Regions from separate parts of the Hordeum vulgare genome. Here region 1 is linked to region 2. Evidence: chromatin contacts called from public HiChIP or PLAC-seq data. All regions are on one chromosome and are shown on one strand. Each heading gives the region's core, a stretch centred on a gene start, on an enhancer-like site or on the middle of the called end of the contact. The rest is flanking DNA. Distances are from core to core; before and after follow the strand shown.

The links. HiChIP or PLAC-seq counts read pairs in DNA pulled down with a chosen protein or histone mark.
Region 1: an H3K4me3 HiChIP or PLAC-seq map of embryo shows a contact between it and region 2, with 4 times the contacts expected there. The contact joins the promoter of LOC123444921 here to the promoter of LOC123444919 in region 2. A contact is called at or near these places in 1 of 6 Hi-C or Micro-C datasets (seedling) and 1 of 1 datasets of contacts at active chromatin or transcription factors (embryo).

What each region holds. Positions count from the first base shown.
Region 1 is chr3H:549,629,851-549,632,659 of MorexV3_pseudomolecules_assembly, forward strand. LOC123444921 (scarecrow-like protein 9) reads right to left here and starts at 1,373. Exons shown (of 2, transcript XR_006631045.1): 1 at 1-1,373.
Region 2 is chr3H:549,364,135-549,366,834 of MorexV3_pseudomolecules_assembly, forward strand. It overlaps LOC123444919 (probable WRKY transcription factor 39), which reads left to right and starts at 1,322. Exons shown (of 3, transcript XM_045121805.1): 1 at 1,322-1,718; 2 at 1,805-1,951. The coding sequence starts at 1,354.

The DNA of each region.
Region 1 (2,809 bases), core at 123-2,622, 270 kb after region 2:
AGTCGTCACCATAGAAATGCTTCTTTCCTCGATGAATTGCCACTTGAGCATCAGCCTTCTCTCTCTTGACCTCCACAACCTTGTTATCTTGTTTCACCCAAACTGACGGTAAACTGTCAAGGTCAATCACAAGCTTGCTCTCTTGAGGCAGAAATCTGCTCGCCTCTTCAAATCCTCGGCTGAACTGCGCCGCTTGTTGGCTCTGCAGAACAAAATCGCTCAAGGCAGCATGAGGCACAGCATCCGCCGTGCTGAGCCACGGCTCGAAGCCCTCTGGAAATGCAACACTGCTGCCATTTGAAGACGCGAAGGACGAGGATTGTGAGAGCAGCGCGTCAGGAAGAGGGTTGAATTCCATGGGGTCGCACGGCGGCCACGCGCCGCCTGCTTCCACCACGCAGCTCTCAGGGCTCAGATCCTGATAGAAGTGCGGCGGGTGCGGGAACTCCGGCGTGGGGAACTCGAGAGCGGGCGGCGCCTGCATGGCACAGAGGCCACCGGAAGGCGCGGCGCAGTTGCAGGAAGCGAGGCTGTTGAAGGAGTTGGTGGTGACGCTGCTGCCGTCCGGGCTCTCGACCGTGCTCCCGCCCGAGCAGGGCGGCTGGTCGGCGAGGATCTCGAGGAAGGGCTTCTCGGCGGCGAGCAGCGCCGGGTGGGCTGGGTAGTGGTCGAACTTCTCGTCGATGTCCTCGGCCATGAGCATGCGGTTGATGTAGCCCAGCACGATGTCGGAGAACACCTCCGAGTCGTCCGGCGCGGCTGGTGAGGGGGCCGAGGCGTCTCCGGGTGGCGGCGGCGGCGACGCGGTGTCGGCCGAGGCAGGCAGCAGGGGAGCCGGCGCGGCATTCAGGTAGGCGGCCGCGTCGGCGCCGTCGGACGGCAGGAGAAGCAGCGACTCGAGGTCCTCCGCGGTGATCTGGGGGTGGATTGGCAGCTTGGATCCGGCGGGCAGCGGCCCGCACCAGTCGTAGAGCGCGGCGTCCATGACCATCTACGCGGGCTCGGCGCTGCACCTACACCGCCGCCGCCGCCGCAGGGCATGCAAGGGTGTGGCGGTTAAGGCGGGCGGGCAGACACTCCAATCTCCCACCTGGCAGATGCGCAGAAATAGAAGGAGATGAGCGCGGAATCTACGCGGCGGCTTTGTCGACTCGGCACTGACGATGGGCAGAGGTGTCGTGGGCCGACGCCGGCGATGGGTAGAGGTGTCGGGTACCTGCGTCGCGAGCCGAGGGAGGAGGAGAGGTGGCGGCGAGCGGAGCTCTGGGAGCGCGAGGAGGAGGGGTGATAAATGGGGGAAAAGGAAAATGGGTGTTCTTTTGAGAGGCGCGCGAGTCTCAGCCAGCCCTGTGAATCGGCGGCGGAAGTGTCGACACCCACGAGACCACACAGCCGTGGTGCGCCCCGTCCACGTCCGGCCGCGGGGTGAGCTCACGCGCAGCTGGAGCTACGTACGTGGTGGGCGCGGTGCACGGAGGGAAGTTTCGGGGAAGCATCGTGGGACGTCGGGTGTGGCGACCGGGCCGCACGGGCAGCAGAGACGGGGACGGGCGGGGTGGGGTGGAGACCTGTGCTCGTGGACCAGCGGCAATGCTGGCTGAGCTGTGCTGATTGCTTCGGGCAATCGGGGCTTGACGCCTGACTGGACCGCTCTTTGACCTCCTTGCCAGCTCCGCAACTCTTCCAATCCACACACATGAATTTTCTGCTTAGCCATTTAAACAAACATGAATTTGTAGTACTTCCTCCGTCACAGTTTAGAAGACATGCACGTACATCTAGATCATCAATTTGACATATATAAATTATATTATTTAACATAAAAACTATATCATTAGAAAATACAACATCTAAAATTTCTAATAATATATTTTTTGTTATATATGTCTCCCATTAAGTTGATCAAATTAACGATCTAAATATATGTATCGGATTTGTAAACCGAGACGGAGGGAGTAGAGAGTAACCCCGTACTCTATACAGTTGTGCGTTCTCCGCATGAAAGATGTGGAAGTGTTGTCAATGGGATGCTGCACCAAAACCATATGCTTGACCTTTCTGTGAAGATCACTCAGTGGTGAAGAGAACCAGACAAATGCATATTACTAGAAAATTAAGCACCCGTCTAGTCTAGCATTGGCGTTTGACGTACATGTCACCTTCTCTTGCAGTAAATTAATCCGTGGGTGTGGTGATAGCAAATTGTAGACCGATGGTGTTGCCCATGTGTGTGTTGGCATCGGTTGGTAGGACAGAGTTGTGTGGGGGCGTATTGCATGACTTGATCCCTCTCTCTGACGTGTGAATCTTTATACTACTCCTTAAGATAATATAGTTATCTCCCTTCGACGGTAAAAATTGTAGACTGAACGCATGTTGGGTTCACATGGTGGGTACGTCTTAATTTTCAACCCTCCTCGTGATAGAATGCCCCGTTTGTAACTTTGGATTGATCAACACGGCAACAAACCTCACGAGGGAGGAAGATCATCGCATGTCGTCTAATGATCGTCTCCTGCTGTTGGGAGGTTTGGAACAACCAAAACACATACGTGAAATATATCGAGAACATGTAGTAGCTTTGTGTATCTTTGAATTAAGAGGGAAAAGCGTCAAAGGACAAATTACCCCCTCCCCCCTCCCTCCCTCCAAAAAAAGAGCTATACTATGATACCTCTCATCGGTCCACGTCAACCAATTTCCGCAAAGTTCACCAATGGCTCATTGAAGAGGCCACATTCTTGAAAACTCGTGCACCCCTTTTCAATCAAATACTCCCTCCGTTGCAAAAGAAATGCTTTAACTTTGT
Region 2 (2,700 bases), core at 72-2,571:
ATAGGAGACTCTCGGTATGAAGATCGTGGTGGCACTTTGAGGCACAAGTGGGGTAAAGGATAGTAGCATTGTCCGTTCTCTCCTTTTCTCTCATTTTTATATGGTGGGCTTTTCTCTTTCTTTTTTGCCTCCCCCATAATTTTTTTAATATATGGTGGGCTCATTTTTCCTCCTCATTTTATTTATTTTTCGTCCGGGGTCTCATCCCGACTTGTGGGGGAATCGTAGTCTCCATCATCCTTTCCTCAGTGGGACAATGCTCTAACAATGATGATCATCACACTTTTATTTACTTACAACTCAATATGGAGAACTGGTAGGAAGATATGACTCTCTGAGAATGCCTCTAGCAGTGTACGAGGATGTGCAATGATCTAGCGTGACATGTATTAAAAACATGATGGAAGGTGGCTTTGCCACAAATACTATGTCAGCTCTATATGATCATGCAAAGAAATATGACGATGAACGAACTAGTCATGTTGTCCTCTCCTCTACCCCTCCGGCTACGGTCTCTAGTGCCCGTTGGAGGGATGGCATGTTTGTTCTCTGTTGGCCTATTTGAAAGGCCCGCAATGATGTGGTCTTCAACGACAAGCCATACATCATGGGTGAAGTTCTTCCGTGGGCATCAGATGACCTCCTAGTCCGAGGCAAACTATTCATCGACCCCGGCCGACAGGAGCTCATGATTGTTCCCTCTCGCTTCCTAGTTGTCATCTAGGATGGACCTCCCTCTCCCTAGTTTCTATTTTATCTCCTTTTTACCTTGTGATTTTTCTCACTTGATGAATGCTTTGTTCGACTTCCAAGTCCTTGAGTAATACGACAACCGGTGGGGTTTCTACCCCCCTCCCCATTCTCGGAAAAAACACAAGAGAAAAAGTAAACCAAGATGGACATTTTTCAATTTGAGAACCAAGGTGGACATTTTCCTATTTGAGATGACTATTCCCTATAGTAATGCTATACATACGTAGGACTACATGGTTTTTTATACATAGGTGGATTTTGATTGAAGATTAAGGGGAAGAGGAGTTAGTTAAAAAGAAAGAATCCTAATCAGTGTAAGCGTGTGTAATTCTTTGTACATTTAGCATTTTTATTCTCTATTTTCCCATTTGTGCAACAGGGTGCCACAGTCGAATCCAACGGCCGAGCAGCCGCCATGTGGTCATCCCACGGCTCCTGAAACGCTTCTGGACCTTCTTTTCATCGGTGCAGGTTGACTTTTCATTCCTGTAAGAAGACTCGACTAGCCTACTCCCTTTTCCATTTCCACCTGTGAGCCGCGGGTTATATATGGCCAATCAATCCCTTCACAAGTGTGGGCTCCTCGTCCAGGAACAAGAGATGGGAGATGCACTCAGGGATCACGACCTCGCAGCCACCGCCGACGACGAGGACGCTGGCGTTTGGCCCGGTGAGCTCGACGAGCAGCTCATACGGGAGCTCCTCAGCGATGACAGCCTCCTCGGCTCCATGTATCCGGACAACGACTCGGGGCGCCACCGCTCCTGCGACACGGGAGGCGCCCCTGCCGCCACGCCGTGCAACAGCGGCGGCAGCACCGCGGCCGAGCACGAGCCGTTGCCGCCGGCTTCGGCGTCGAGTATGCCTCTGTGCTCGGCCTACTCCGGCCCTACGATCAGGGACATCGAGAAGGCGCTGTGGTCTCGGCCGTACACCTCCAGCCAGCGCTACGGCTCGCTCCATTTGTAGGTGCACTCGTGAGTATTTTGCACTGGTCGATCGCTGTGCGTTTGTTGATCAAGCAATCTGTGTATGGTGTTTGCTTGAAAAGCCGCAGGTATGGAGCGCCGGGTACGGCGCCGGAGAGCAGGCACGTGACCAAGGTGAGGAGCTGCGGCGGCGGCAAGAAGACGCCCATGGACGGGTACAGGTGGAGGAAGTACGGGCAGAAGTTCATCAAGAACAACCCCCATCCCAGGTGCGGCCCAGTTGATCGATACATCTAGCTATTTTCATGCCTTACTTCAACTTCTAAACTAGTGTACTTTGATGGCTGTTCCATGTTTGCTCTTTATGAATGCATGCACACATAGTTGGATCACAAAACAAGCTAATGTAAAAAAGAGAAGATGCAATAAAATAGAGGGCACCCCTCTGATTTCTAGGAAACCATCTGGTTTGACCCCTAATACAAACTACCAACATTTATCATACAGTAAGCTTAGATCACGACAGATGATCACAAACAAGCTAATGTAAAAAAGGAGAGAGAAAGTTGAAATCCAACAGTAGAGCACCCAGCCTGTTATCCTAGCCACCAATCCGCGAAAGACCATGTCTCCATCCCTAAAGCAAAGACGCACTTCATTTTCTACCTGTTCAAGAAGTCTTGCGCTGTATGGATATGCATGCATCTAACCGATCGAACTTATGCAGTCGCTACTGGGCTCTTTCCCTTCCCCTCTTTCTGTATCCCTAAATCTGCTAAACCAATGTTAGTATTTTCGGCATGTCAAAGTAATGAAAAGGGGAAATCCCAGTTGAAAAAACCTAAACAAAGATAGGTGTTGGACATTTGATCAAATCAGCCCGTCCTCGAGCTCATATCGTCAGCCATGCTAACTTTGGTATGGAAGTAGTAATCCACAAACGTAATGGTCACAACTTCCCTCTAGATTTAGCTTCTGTTGAAGTTCCAGGATAAGGTTTTTTTGCACACACTGGTCG